Linked DNA regions of Mus musculus: region 2 is linked to region 1. Evidence: chromatin contacts called from public HiChIP or PLAC-seq data. All regions are on one chromosome and are shown on one strand. Each heading gives the region's core, a stretch centred on a gene start, on an enhancer-like site or on the middle of the called end of the contact. The rest is flanking DNA. Distances are from core to core; before and after follow the strand shown. Region 1 holds the start of Pnpla2 (patatin-like phospholipase domain containing 2). Region 2 overlaps Tspan4 (tetraspanin 4).

Region 1 (7,469 bases), core at 1,291-3,790:
CTTTTCCTGCAGCCCAGAGACAGTACATGATGCTTCTCGTTCCAGGGCAGGGCCAAGCAGAGATACTTACCACCCCTTGGAGGGTAGGAGGAATGAGGCCACAGTACACCGGGATAAATGTGCTGCAGACATTGGCCTGAAGAACAAGACACAGGGTAGTAGACAAGGCTCTGCCTTGAGTTAACTCCCTGCCGCCGCCAACACGGTGTCTGCAGTGCCTACCTGGATGAGCTCATCCTTGGAGCTAAAGTGGGATATGATGACGTTCTCTCCGTCTGAAACACGAGTCAGGGAGATGCCCAGGCGTCCATTGGCGCGCTCATGGCAATCAGCAGGCAGGGTCTTTAGTAGACAGCCACGGATGGTCTTCACCAGGTTGAAGGAGGGATGCAGAGGACCCAGGAACCGCTTCCGGGCCTCCTTGGACACCTCAATAATGTTGGCACCTGCTTCACCTGGGAGAGCAGGGCCGGGATCAGGGACAGCATTCCCAGCATTCCCAGCTTAGTAACCATCTGTCCTCCAGGACTCCACACCCAGGATATACTCAGATGGATGACATTCCATTGACTGTGAAGACACCTATGCCCACACTGGGGGCTGGCTCACAATTGGGACTTTGCCACTTAAAGAAGAAGGCAGACCACCACCCTGGAGATGGCGTACAGCAGGAGCTGGCCAGCTGCGATTAAAACCTGCCCTGTGCCTGGTATTTCCCAACTGCCTGTCCCCATGAGTCACTGTGCCTAACATGGTATGGCACGTGGCCTAGCATGGGAAGACGGAGGGTCAACTCTGACCTACTTCAACCATCACCTACTTGGCCAGATCTAAGTGGGTGGGCAGACCCACGAAGCCCAGCTCAGCCCAAGAGGTGCACCCTCAAGAACAGTAGCTTACAGCGGAGGGCCCACTTCCTGGGAAGACATGGTCTCACTTCTGCCAAATGCAAGCACTCTGACACTTAGGAGGCCCTTGATGATGACCCAGAACAATAGTACGGTGGCCAGAGAGAGGAGAATCTAGGGTTTGTTTGTTTTCCCCCCTGAGGACCCATGCCCTCCTCCAAGATGCTCACCTTGGCAGGCATGGGACATAAAGACCAGGGGTTTACAGCAGACAGTAGGCAACCTGTCATTGTTCTAGCTGCTCAAGATCACCTGTGCAAAGTATTGGTAGTAAGTGGTTCTGTGGGAGTGGCATCCCTAACTCATTCTCAATTCAGGTATGGTCCTCATGTCTGTCCTGAGACCACCTACCCACTATACCCACTCCTCTGAAAGCCCCCATGAGAGCCAGCGGGCAAGATCACAGGGTGAACTTCAGGGACCAAGAACTAGAACTGTATTCCTTCTCCTCTTCCCTCCTCAGGGCAAAGGTGATGGGAAAGAGACCGCAGAAAACCCTAGACAATCTCCTGCCGATGCCCTTGTCACCTTGCCTGACCTATGGGACGGGGGGATGGGCAGCACTTCCCAGGACTCCTAAGGAGGAAGAACTTTGTGTGCTGTAAACAACAACCCACGTGGTAGCCGGAAGTGTGAGACCCAGCCCCCCTTCCCATCTCTGTACTCCCGAAACCCTTCAAAGCACAGAAGTGTGGCCACCCGGTGAAGTGGGTCAGCTGGCTACAGCTGTCAATCACCATGGACCGAGCAAGCAATTATGCCCAGCCCTGGCTCCAGCTGCGTTCAGAGGTCCCCTTTAGGAACCATGACACAGTGTCCAGATGCCCATTTGAGGAATCCTTGTACTAGGCCCCAGAGTCACAGCAGTTTGTAGCGGCAGAGCCTCAGGACACAGTGACCGCTGGCAGCCAGTTCGGGGAGACCAATGCCCCTCCTCTCTCCCTCGCTCATAGCTCCGCCCACGATTTACTTTCTCTTTCCAATAACAGTCGAGTGGCACCTGCTGGTCTCCAACCTTTGTGCCCCTTAAGGCGGGCTACATGGGCACCAAGAGAATGCCATGAGCCAAGAGCGCGCCAGGCCCCACCCCAGTCCCTAGACACTCTTAGAACAAAAACAAACCAGAACAAAAACAAACCAGAACCCGCCCCGGACCGGAGCTCAGAACTGGACTTTCGGTCATAGTTCCGGAATACAGGCAGAGATGTCCCTCTCTACCGCTTCTACTGCACTAACTAGTTACTGGAACAGCTTCCCTACGCCGGCTAGGCGTGGGACGCTAGAGCATCCACCGGCCTGCGCGGTCCCCACCCCATCCTGCCCAACTTCCGCGCAGCTCGGCTCACCCAGGCAGGCCCCAGTGACCAGCGCTGTGGCGGTGAGCGCCCCTGCCGAGGCTCCGTAGATGTGAGTGGCGTTGGCCACCAGGAAGGGCGCGTGCTCACGGAGGCAGGAGGCCACGCCAATGTGGTAGACCCCGAGGAAGCCGCAGCCAGCGAATGAGATGTTCCACTTGGTCTCCCTCGGGAACATCGTGACTCGATGTCCTGCGGGCAGTGGGTCCCGCAGTCTCGATACCTTGGGGTCTCCGCCGGCGGAGGCGGAGACGCTGTGCCGGGAGGCAGAGGAGGAGGTGTTTTAGTGCGGGGTGAGGGCGGGGCCTGGTCGGCAGGGGGCAGGACCTGGGCGCGCGATCCAACTGGATCAAGCAGGGAACGGCCGCGCCCCCGAGGCCCCGCCCCTTCGTGACACCTGCTGGGCAAAGCCATCTGAGAGACCTGGAGAGGGGATTCCCAGGCTTCAGCTTCTCTCTCTCCCCACAGCTTCTTCAATCCCACAGCTTCTTCAATCCCACAGCTTCTTCAATCCCACAGCTTGGGCAGCCCCTGGACTCAGGGAGAGCCGAGCACATGGAGAAGTGCAAGTTTTGTACAGATCTGGGTACCAGGAGTTTGTGAACAGGTGTCTCCTCCTTCTCCAGGGATACCCACCAGGACACAGATGAACTGGACAGAACCTGGGCGAAGTCGCAGATAGTACCCCCTATGGGCCTGAAAACCTGGGCCACTCAGGCTAAAGCCCCCAAAACCAACAGGCCAAACAGACTGACACTGGCCCAGCAAATACTGTCACAGACTCAAGTCCTGCTCTTACCATCATAGGGGCCCTCGATACCCTAGCTGCTCACTTGGGTTTTAGCTGCCTGATCCTGTGGCTCCTCCGATTGTGGGGTCTACTTGGTCTCAGAACAAAAGCCTCAACCCAACTGATTGTTCCAGGAAGTGGTGTGCGCCTGGGTAATGTTACCCTCTCACCCTTTTCCCCGGACTAGAATTCCCTTAGCTGAGGGACAGGCTAAAACCTAGCCCTCGTTTTACCCCACCCCAAACAAGGTTGGGTTTATGGGTGACAGTGTCTTTTTGCCCAGAAATTCTCACTCCCAGCTTAGCTCTAGACCTATCACAACAGAAGTACAACTGTATTGTCAACAATTCAACCTGAAGATCTCTGAGCCAGTGCCTTTTATTCAGGTGACCCGGGACCTTGACATACACCGCAAAGAACTTCAAAACCAGCAAGAATGAAATTAGTTTATTAAGCATACATGAGAGGCACTTAAGAGGCAAGTCCAGGTCTTAGAAATGTGCCCAAGTACCTGAGCAGTAGTTATATACATAACTTAGAGGGGTTTTGAAGCTGATTAATCTAAAAAGTTTATTTTTGATACAAGGTAAAGGATCTATTGTATACTATGGACTTCAATCCTAAACTAGAAACCTGCCTCCATCTCCCAAATGGTAGAATTAGAGGCCCCCAGCTTAATTGCCTTTTAAAGATACACCATGCAGGCTTGCAGCGGAAGAAAGTATGTTGAAAATAAGGGGATCCTCACACGTCATGAGGAAGCTGTTTGAAGCAGTTTAGTTTATTAGCCATTTTGTTTGTGAAGTTTTCTCAGAAAATGGAGTACAGTTCCTTGGCAGGTGGTCTGGTCAGTTATGTTGAAAACCCTTGGATGTGAGCCATCAAGAGAAGGAAGTGTGCATCAGCAGAGTGAGAGCTGGGTGAATGGTGCCAGGGCTGGCTTTAAAAATCTCTTTAGTGGTCCCAAGGACAAGGACTAAACTGGGAATGAAGAAGGAAACATGGTAGGGTTGGTAGATGTAGGGAAATAAGTTTAGGTCATAGGTCCAAGGGGTCCTGGAGACATTTCTCTAAAGTCACAATGTCCCATCCTGTAGTGGGCCATTTCACACCCAGCATAGGTGCATCAATAGGTGAGGTCAACGGTGTCCCAACCCATTGTACAGTCAAAAGGTGGGGTATTTCTGGGGCTACTGAGCTGAGCTCTGGCAATCAGTTAAGGACAGAGCATCCAAGGTGGGTGAGCAGTCTCTGTGGCCCTGGCTGTCCTGAACTCAAGACATTTTACAGCTCCTACTCATCACCTTGGACCACAACAGCTTCTACTTAAGATCACCTGAGTGCAGGTACAGAGGCAGGAAGAGACCAATCCCCAGAGCTAGAGGACTCTGAACCACCAAGCCACCCAATACCCAATATGGATACTGAAAAGAGAGCCGGGGTCCTATGCTAACAGTGCTTTTAGCCACTAAGCCATCTCTTTAGTCCCTGATTTTAAAAAAAAAAATTATGTACCCAAAAATCAAAGGGATGCAGAACCCTATAGATTAGGAGGTACAGGTATTTGTGTGTCACCCAGCTTAGATGCTGGGATCTTAACTTCAGTCTGCTGATAACATTCACTATTTCCACAATTTGAATTTTTAGTTGAAGATCCTGGGGTTTGAACCTGGGGTGTCTAGGCAAACTCTGCCGCTGTACCCAGTTCAGAACTTACCTTTTCTTACTCAGCTGCCTCCACCTGCTGATCATGGGATTAAAGGTGTGAGCTGCCATTGCCTGGCTCAGAATTTTGATTTTTTTTTGTTTTTTTGTTTTTTTGTTTTTCGAGACAGGGTTTCTCTGTGTAGCCCTGGCTGTCCTGGAACTCACATTGTAGACCAGGCTGACCTCGAACTCAGAAATCCACCTGCCTCTGCCTCCCGAGTGCTGGGATTAAAGGCGTGTGCCACCACCGCCCGGCTCAGAATTTTGATTTTTAAAGGTTCTTTTTTGTTTTGTTTTTTTTTTGAGACAGGCTTTCTCTGTGTAGCCCTGGCTGTCCTGGAACTCAACTCTGTAAACCAGGCTGGCCTCGAACTCAGAAATTCACCCGCCTCTGCCTCCCAACTGCTGGGATTAAAGGCTTGTGCCACCACACCAGGCTTTTAAAGGTTCTTTATGCTAGGTAAACTTGTTCTATGCTGGCTTGGCCCACACACTGACTGAGACCAAAGGTTGTCAAGGTGGAATGTACACCGGTATGTCATGATTAATATGACTGAGTTTAGGGTAGAAACAAGTCCACAGTAAGCCCAGGGCTTATCCTGGTACACACAGGAAGCTAACGACTTAAGGTCCTCTCTATTTTTGTTCCAGTAATGGGCCTGAGGGACAGTGCTGCCCCAGCTCAGTAGGACCTCTGCTCTCATTTCCACAGAGGGTAAGGCTGTTTGGGCACACACCCTTCAGGCTCCTGGGAGATGCTGGTGCCAAGAACAGGGCTGGCCTTTCTCAGAATCCTGAGGCTGGGTCAACTCCCATGAACAACCTTATAAGAACCTTAAGCAGCACAAGCCCCTCCCTTCCTTCAGGGTACAGGCTACAATTGTGCCCAGAACCCTGGACCCTCCTACCCCTACCCCCATCTCTACCTGCTCCCTTATAGCTCACCTCAAAGGGTGTTAGCTGTCTTTTCTACATCCACCACCCTTCCTGGTTGTGGCCATATTTTATTCCTTGCCACAGGAAGCAGAGTGATCTCCATCCTCTGTGTAACACTCAGCTGTCTACCTAAAAGACTGACAGACCAGGTGAGTAAGAACACTGACTGCTCTTCCAAAGGTCCTGAGTTCAAATTCCCGCAACCATATGGTGGCTCACAACCATCCATAATGAGATCTGATGCCCTCTTCTAGTGTGTCCGAGGACAGCTATAATGTACTTATAAATGCAAAATGTAGAGAACCAGCCATTAGAAAGCTAACACTCTGAAAAGTTATCTGTACCTTGACACCTCAATCCTTATAGGGAAACTTGGGGACACCCTCACTGTCAAGCTAAGTGGAATAGTGACCTATGAACCACTCTTACAGCAGAGCAGTGCTACTCAAAAAAAAATTTTTTTTCAATTCAGGCTCACTCATATTTCCCATAACTTGTTTTCCCAGAATATTTAACAAAAGCTGCAAGGAAACACCACACAGGGCCTGACAGTTGTCTAAAGCCAAGGCCCTACTAAGTAAAGGGGCCTAAGGATCCTCTTTCCCCCACTGACCCAACTCTGGGTGGAGCCTAGGCTGAAGACACAGCATGTCGCATGTTGACAAAATGTTTAAAGGCCACTCAAGATACATAAAAAGACTTTATTTGCAGGGGAGCAGGAATTTAATCAAACAAGCCAAATCCCATGTCGTCATCCGACTCCTCGGACTCCTCCTTCTTCTCATCTTTCTTCTCCTCTGCTGTGGGGGAACACCATAGTAAGCACTGCCCCAAGAATTCATCTAGGTTGTCCCAGGAGCCCCAAGCAACAATAAACCTTGAGTACCAACCCCCTTTACCACCCACTCACTCATCAGACCTCCATTTACCTGCAGCGGGGGCAGAACCAGCAGCAGGTGCTGCAGAGCCAGGGGCAGCAGAAACAGCCACAGCCCCACCAGCAGGCACACTGGCCAGCTTGCCAACACCTACACAAAATAGAAAGAACATGAGACCAGAACCCAGACCCTGTGAGGGAAGTTATCACACCAGCAGGACGACTGCTCACTTAAAACCACTGCCACCTGCTTTCACTCCAAACACAAAGCAGCTTTGCATACATCTAGGAACATCTAATACCATTGAAGACTTCTTTCCCCACATTCTGATACACTAAAGAAAAGAAACTGGAATTAGCACCACTCTGACCTCCACCTTAAGAACAAGATGTGCTGGGCGTGGTGGCACACGCCTTTGATCCCAGCACTTGGGAGGCAGAGGCAGGCGGATCTCTTGAGTTCGAGGCCAGCCTGGTCTACAGAGTTTCAGGACAGCCAAGGCTACTCAGAGAAACCCAGTCTCAAAGAAAAAAGAAAAAAAAAAAAAAAAAACAAGATGGACAAGCTAGGCATGTCTTTAGTCCCAGTAGGGGATCCGAGTTCAATGCCAGCATGGGCTAAACAGAGACACCTTGTCTTTACTGCTGTCTCAAAAACTTTAAAAATCACAGGAACAAAATAAGCTGGGAGGTGGTGAGACACATCTATAACCCAGCACTTAGAAGGAAGAGGCGGGTAGATTATGAGTTTGAGGCCAACCTGACCTGACCTTATACAATGAGTTCCAGGACAGCCAGGGCTATTCAGATAAACCCTGCCCCCAAGTACATTTTAAAACAAGTTCTGGACACTACCCCTTTTTGGGATTGGGAACAAAACACCCATGGAAGGAGTT
Region 2 (7,469 bases), core at 2,034-4,533, 36 kb before region 1:
CAAGCAGATGGAGTGATTAAGGTGGCATGGGGGACAAGCAGAATAGGTCAGAGTGCCACAGTCAAGGGTCCTGCTGGAGAGTCAAATGATAGAAGTAGATGGGAACTTGGCTGAGTTCTCTGGGGCCACAGAAAAGTGAGCAGCCAGCTCAGCCTCTTGGCTTTCTTTCCCTCATTGATGCTGGAGATTGACCCCAAGCACCATGCAGGGACATCCGCACTGAGCAGTAACCTTCAGGTTCTGGGTTTGAGTCAGCAAAGTTGAGGTATGCAGAGATGCTGTCCAAGAGCTAACAGACTGGTAGATAGAAATTCAGTCAGAGAGTGGCAAGGTAGTCAGTGGCTATGGTGAGCTGGTGACCATGAGCCATGGATGGCAGCTGCTTAGCTTGGGGAGGAGAGGGGAGAAAGGGCATCCTGGGACTTGAGGAGGGTCAGCACCCCACTGTACTTTGAGTACAACTTCTCAGTTTGGCCATCTGTAAGTAACAGGTTTTTTTGCTAATTAGCAGCCTGCCTGGAGCAGCTGACTCCACAGTTAACTCAGGGTCCTATGGCTTCTAACTAGAAAGACGACAGTGGGCCACAAGGACTCAGCCCAGAGCCAGAGATATCTGGGTCACACTCAGGTGTGTGAGTCACAATGACTCCTAATGAGGACTGTGCTCAGAGTAGGCTCCTCACACAGCAGGGTGTGGAGACTGAGAGTCAGATGGCTCACAGCTCCTGAGGGTCCTGGGAGCTCATCTTAGCCTGAACCCCCAGAGTACCATCCCTATAGTCAAAGGCCCTCACCTATAGCTCTTCTTTATCCCCTAGTTAAGAAGACACTGCCTTTGATGTCTTGATGGTGGCTTGATGTTCTATATGACTCTAACTCTGGCCAGTGGCAAAGGCTCTGTGTCTCCTAGTGTTGCAATTTGCAGTCTCTCCAGACTAATCCAGGGGCAGAGGTACTAGGACAGAGATACAAGAGTAACTGAGGTAGCCCAGGAGAAACAGGAGAGAACGGAGGCCACCCCTTCCCCCAACTAAGAGGTTAGCAGTGTTCCCCTGAGCTCCGAGCTCTGCTGACCCTTGGAAAATGAAAGAACTTCCTCAGTTGAAGGCTGTACAACCTTTGTGTGTTGGCAAGACCCACAGTCTGCTCACACACTTTATTAAGATGCATCTGGAACCACGACACTGTCATGGAATGTGGATCATGGGACCTGGCCCTGCCTGGAGCACCAAGATCATCGTGGGCCTTGAGCAGACTGGGCCTGCCCCCAACCTAGCAACCATGCAAGGCTGGGAACCCCATCCTGTGTGAACACTGGAAGGTATATATGGATATAAAAAGTGTCAAAGTTCCCTGGGCCCTTAGCCCTGGGTGCCATTTGGCACCAACTCTATAGTCTGGTGTCTGCTGCCACCCAAGCAGAGTGCCCTCAGGTGCAGGGATGGATGCTGGGTGCTCTGGCCTCCAGCTCTTCCCCCTGCATTCAGCAGAACACCAGTCCTGCAGGGGGAGCGGGTTTGGACATCTTCCTTCCCGTGGGCGGGTCCTTTGGCAGAGAAGCAGAGGCTGTGAGACCTATGCACAGTAGGTGTCCGCCTTTACCACCTGGCAGTACATGGTCATAGCGAAGGTGAGGCCCAGAATCTGTGGAGACAAGAGGTCACAGGCAGAGTAACCAGGATTCAGGGAGAGGAAGTGGATAGCAAGTATCTCAAGAAACCAACCTGTAAGCCAGGTCCAGCCAGTCCAAACACATGGCTTCCTGTCTGGGTGAGCCCACTGTCCCACTCCCACATGTCTGGGCACCTGTACTGGGCTGAGGCCAGGCTGCTCCAAGGGCCTCATGAGCCCTAATCTGCCACAGAGGTCTATGCTCAGTTCTGACTATGCTCAGAATGGGCTTCCTGGGCACCCTGGTATTATCCCACTCTTGCAAGTCATCCCCAGGGTAAGTTGCATTCTGTGTATGAGGTTGCACCCCTCTGCATACCTGGCCTGAGCCCTGCTGCCTATCCTACTGTACCTCCTTGCCCTAGCTAAGGCCAACTGATATCTGTTTGCCTGATGGATTGCAGATCTGTTCCACTTAGCCTGGAACACCATACCGCCAATACTCAGCAATTCTATCGATGGCTATAAACCTAAGAGGGAGGAGCAGGGCCTGAAGGCAGCAGGGTATCAAGTGCCACTCTCATTCTGCACTGGGAAGTCCCGTCACTACCAACCAATATGGCTGCCTGGCTGTGTTAACCCAGTAGGTGACAACAGGCTCTGCACAAGGAGTACTGCACAGGGCAATACTTGGTCCTCAAGGTATCACGGGTTACCTCCCCTAGTGAACTTGCTCTGTGAGACACTGGCCTCTTGCAATCTGCATTGCTATCTGCCAACCCAGGTAACAGGCTCCTGAGCAAGTCCTCTGCCACTGTGGTCAGGAGTCCCAGGCACTGCCCTTCTCAGCTCACCTGCACCAGTGCCGTGCACAGTCCAAAGATGCCCACAGCTAGCAGGTTCTCCTGGAGCCAGGCCTTCACTGTCTCATAACAGGGCTGCAAGAGAGCCAGGATCAGCTGGGGGGACCCCACCCCTGCAACCACCCACCAGAGGAGGGAAAAGCTCTTACCGACTTCCACCAGGTACCAGGTTCATGTAACCCACAGCTATCACTGAACTCCAGACAGCAGGAGTCAGGCACACGAGTGGCATTGTATACCTCAAACCAATCAGTGTAATTGGAAACTCCACAGCATCGGAACTAGAAGCAGGAAGAAAGCCAAGGACTGGGTGAAGAGGTAGCCACAACACCCACCCTGCCAGCCTGTCCCGCCATACCAGGAAGGCTGCCCAAGCCTCACATCAGTCTGGATGATGCTCCAGGCATTGGTGAGGCCCACGTTGCCCTGTGTGCCATACAGATGCAGGCCCTTCTTCAGGTCTTGTTGGGCATAACTGTCAATCTGTTAACAGACCACCAGTTAGTACCCTCTACACCAGTCCAAGATAGGACAGTATCCCTCATCAATACCCCATTCCCCCTCTACCCGAACCTCTTGCTTGTTTCCTGAGATTACCCATTACCCTACCACCTTATCACACTCAGAACACAGTCCAGGCTCATGTCCTCCCAGAAGCTTCAAGAACCCTGGTGCAAGCCCTTGCGTCTCATCTCTATAGGCTCCCCCTGTTGGCCAGGGGAAGACTTCAGTCTACTTGGTAGTATAAGCAGACATGTCTGCTCTACAGCTCCTCTACAGCTGAGGGTATGGGCAGCATTCCTAGATCTCCAGTAAAGGAACTAGGGCACTGAAGGATAGCTCCAGCTGTACTGGGAGCCTCCAAGGGGTACTTTACAGAAAGGAGGCCCTATGGGGAAGTTGGGGGCACAGGAACTGGGAACTAGCTATAACTCAAGATCCTAAAATATGTCCGTAAACTCAACTGTGTGACCAGGCAACTAAGTATGGGGAACAACATGTGACACACAGTAAGCAGCAATGTGGGTTGGGGTGGTTGGGACAGTGTACACTTAGCAACCTGTATTCAGTAGTGGGCCCTGGCCATGTATCCTAGGAATTAAGAGTGATGCTGTCCCACCCATACAACCAGAGCCACAGCACAGATCCCTGGGGCTCTGGCCCTTTCTGCACTGAGTCTCTCAGGACACCATGCACTTTCCATTTGCAGCAACATACCTTGTCACTGTAGGCAAAGAAGAGCACAGCAATGGTGGCTTCCAGCAGGAACACTAGCAGCAGCAGCACAAAGAACTGTAGAGAACATGTCCCTTACTCACAGCCCTGCTGCTGGAGAGCCCCAGAACTCCTACCACACCATGAACTCAAGAGCCAGGCCAGACCATCCCCGAGCCTAAATGGACTGTTAGCCAGAATTTTACCCCATGCCTGATTTTAAAATCCCCATGTGCGTGTATGTCCCTGTTCCCCAGGCTCCTGGCCTGACATCTCTATTTGTGACTCTCCTCACACTCCCCACTCCCCATACTGGGCTATATGTTAGACAAATACTCTACAACCACAATTTGAGAATTTAAAAGAGATCCCAAATATCACCTATCAAAGGCCTATAAACATTCTGCAACAGCCCCTAAAGTACTAAGAGGTCAGTTTGTCTCTCTCTACAAGGGGTTGAGCCCTGAGCAAACTCCTATCCCAGGAAGAGGAAAGGAACCATCCAAAACCTCTCGGTGTGGAGCTTCAGGCCTCTGCCAGGCACATCAATTTGTAAGATCCTCCAGGACTCCTTTCCTAATTACCTGAGATTAACTTTATAAACTGTGGAGGAGGAAATAGCTTCCTTCCCATAAACATATTCCCAAGGCCAAATGGTGCTATGAGATTTCCACAGAGGGTGGGGCCAGGGGCAGGTCCAGGACAAGGAGCTGGGGTAGAGCCACCACAAGGATGAGTATCTGAGCAGTTTGGTAAAGGACACTGGTAGGTATGCCTAAGTTCTTGGGTCTGTGTCCTGCCAAGAGAAATCCTTCTAAGCTCTGGTGTGCTTTCTTGTATGTGTGGTGTGAGACTTGAACCCAGAGCCTCATGCATATCAGACAGGCATTCTTCTAGACCTGTATCCCCAGTGCCCTACCCATTTTAAAATATATTTTGAGATGGGGGGTCTTACTCTGTACTCCAGACCCAGCAACCCCTCCAGCCCCACCTGGCCTGGAAGACCCCACAAAGCCCTGTACTAGATAGGCCTCAGAGGTAGAGCTGAGATACAGGTAGGGAGAGAGAGCCACAGAGAGGGGCCCGACAAACTCACAGTGAGCAGTAGGCACTTGTTCTCCTTGAGGGCCCCAATGCAGCCCACGAAGCCGATGGCCATGACGAAGGTCCCGGTGACGATGAGCAGGTTGGCAGCCGACAAGGATGGAAATGAGGATGATAAGGTGGCAAAGTTTCCCTGTGTGGCAGCCAACCAGATGCCAACACCCAGGACACCACAGCCACCCAGCTAGGACCACGGCAGTATGGGAAGAGAGAGAGAGACACACACAGGGTGAGGTTGACTGGCAGGGCTCCTGACCCCTAGGGCAAGGCTCTACCCACAAGCTCAGGCCAAAATTGTCAGCCTGAGGACCACCAGAGACAGCTTGATTCCTGCAGCAGGGCACCACTCCTCAAGTCCCTTCCCTTTGCCCCCTTTGACAGTGGCCTGTGACAGAGTACATCTCCCGTGCCTGAGCAGAAGGGTTCGAATCTCCTTTGGCCCTCTGATCCTGCACCTTCCTTCCCCACACCCTATGTAGGCCATGGCAATTGAGTGGCCTACCCACTGGTATGGCCCCCTTGCCCCTGGCTGTTAGTGTCCTGGGCTACCTGTAACCCTGAGCAGAGAAACCCTGGCTTGGCACACTACTGCTCATAATCAAATTGCAGTAGCTCTGTGGTATACCAACCAGAGGATCTCACTGGAGCACCTGCTACCGCCAAGCTTCCCCAAACCTTCCCAAGCCTCCGTGAGTCTCATCACTTTTTTTTCTTCATCTTTGGTTTTTTTAATTTTTTGTTTTGTTTTGTTTTTTTGAAACAGGGTTTCTCTTTGTAATCCTGACTGTCTTGGAACTCGCTGTGTAGATCAGGCTGGCCTTTAACTCAGAGTTCTAATTGCTTCTGCCTCCTGAGTGCTGGGATTAAAGGTGCATGCCACTGCACCAGGCTCTCATCACTCCTTTTTATAAAAATCAAGCCGGGCAGTGGTGGCTCACACCTTTAATCCCAGCACTTGAGAGAATTTCTGAGTTCAAGGCCAGCCTGGTCTACAGAGTGAGTTCCAGGACAGCCAGGACTACACAGTGAAACCCTGTCTCGAAAAACAAAAAAACAGGGGCTGGAGAGGTGACTCAGTGGTTAAGAGCACTGACTACTCTTCCAAAGGTCCTGAGTTCAAATCCCAGCAGCCACATGGTGGCTCACAACCATCTGTAATGAGGTCTGACGCCCTCTTCTGGTATGTCTGAAGACAGCTATAATAATAAACAAAATTTTTTTAAAAAATCAAAATAAGAGGAAGCAGTGAAGGAAGGCATGTGGTGGCTGACTTAGAGTGGATTCATCATGGCATGGTGACAGGGACATCTAGTCTGTCCAGGGTACAGGGCTGCCAATGGTAGGGGAAAACTATGGCCCCATCCTCATATGAGTCCTTGGGCTCTGTCAAATGAGGAGGAAGGAAGATATATTCATTCCAGGAAGCTAGTGATGGACCAACACCTAGGCTCTAGGAAAAAGCTTGACAGCCCAATAGAGAGCTGGACAGGACATGACACAGGAGCCCATGATGTAGGCTCTGACCTAAGGTTCTGAGTTCCAGGAGAGACATTACTGTAGAGCCATCAAGAAGCAAGGAAACCGGAAATGCTGCCCATTCAGGAAGCTCTGGATCCTGGAGAAGGTTCAGGGAACCTGCCAGGACGGGGTGTGCACGTGCCCCAGCTGATTTATACTGAGAGATCGACCCTCAGAGCCACAAGGTAGCTCTGAGGAGCCAAGCTACAGAGATGCCTCCTTTACAGTGGGAGGGAGCCCTGCAGGGCTGCAGTGGCTGAGAGGTAGTGCTGTCTATGGTGTTGACCAAGTAAGACAGTTGGATAGGATGGGTACCCCCATTCAGCCTGAGGAGAGAAGCCCCCCCCCCCACTATCTTCATGTGCTATTTCCATGGTCTCCAGCCATCCCAAGCATGAGGTCTTCCAGGATGCAGTAAGATGACTCACAGGCTATGGAAGGGCCTTCATGGCCCTCACACTGCTAGACAGAAGTAATACCCTGCTTGCTACCTTGGACTAGATCAGAAGTACCAAGACTGAAGTGAGGACTCCCCACCCTCGCTCCACACTGCACCTGCTCTGAAGAGCTGGAACTCAAAAGCAGCAAGAAGCCTCAAAAGACACCAAGCCACAGGGCTGACCTCAGGCATAACACTCTCCCAAGGGAGCCATGACCCCCCAAATGAGTCACATCTACAGGGGTCATATCAAAGCTAAACACTCATGCTTATGTTAGCAGGTCCTAAAACAGGGGAGAGGGGAGATGCTAATACAGCAATGATAAATGTTACTAAGACCCAAGCTGTCTGCACCACCCGCCTCTGCCTTCCAAGGACAGCAGACGGCTCATGTCAGCAGGAAAATGAGCTGTTGGAGCGCCCCTGGCCCCATGGGACCCCGAAGGGCATGGAGAGGACACTGCTATGCAAAACAGCTGTCACCACTGGGGGTGGAGGGAGATGCCCCATTCCAGGAGGCCAGGAAGGTATAATCTCCAAGGCAGGACTGGCAGGAAGGTACACCACACCCAGAAGAGAACCAGTCTCCTCCACTGACACGGTGAGACAGCATGAAAGACATCCACTCGCTTGCCACGTAGCCTGTCACCCTCACTGTGACAAAGATGAACACCAGCCCAGATGCTCCCCTCTGCCATCCGGGTGTCACATGCATTGTC

What was found. HiChIP or PLAC-seq counts read pairs in DNA pulled down with a chosen protein or histone mark.
Region 2: a contact with region 1 is called in an H3K4me3 HiChIP or PLAC-seq map of bone marrow-derived macrophages, with 2.4 times the contacts expected there. The contact joins the enhancer-like site here to the promoter of Pnpla2 in region 1. A contact is called at or near these places in 2 of 39 promoter capture datasets (embryonic stem cells and macrophages), 1 of 484 Hi-C or Micro-C datasets (natural killer cells), 5 of 115 datasets of contacts at active chromatin or transcription factors (CD8 T cells, the HPC-7 cell line, bone marrow-derived macrophages and 1 more) and 3 of 9 other capture datasets (adipose tissue, liver and pancreatic islet).

What each region holds. Positions count from the first base shown.
Region 1 is chr7:141,450,259-141,457,727 of GRCm38.p6, reverse strand. It overlaps Pnpla2 (patatin-like phospholipase domain containing 2), which reads right to left and starts at 2,540. Exons shown (of 9, transcript NM_001163689.1): 1 at 2,255-2,540; 2 at 223-455; 3 at 71-136. The coding sequence starts at 2,441. Rplp2 (ribosomal protein, large P2) reads right to left here. Exons shown (of 5, transcript NM_026020.7): 4 at 6,626-6,724; 5 at 6,369-6,496. The coding sequence ends at 6,420.
Region 2 is chr7:141,487,060-141,494,528 of GRCm38.p6, reverse strand. It overlaps Tspan4 (tetraspanin 4), which reads right to left. Exons shown (of 8, transcript NM_053082.3): 3 at 4,786-4,977; 4 at 3,693-3,767; 5 at 2,856-2,957; 6 at 2,624-2,755; 7 at 2,466-2,549; 8 at 1,102-1,644. The coding sequence ends at 1,576. Chid1 (chitinase domain containing 1) reads left to right here. Exons shown (of 13, transcript NM_001142681.2): 13 at 1-1,393. Among named protein-coding and RNA genes, the nearest start is that of Tspan4, 16 kb to the right of the region's middle. Within about 2 kb of position 3,283, at least 4 of the 459 cell types and tissues checked have an H3K27ac peak or open chromatin away from gene starts, as enhancers often do. A contact at or near this core is called in bone marrow-derived macrophages, where this site is marked.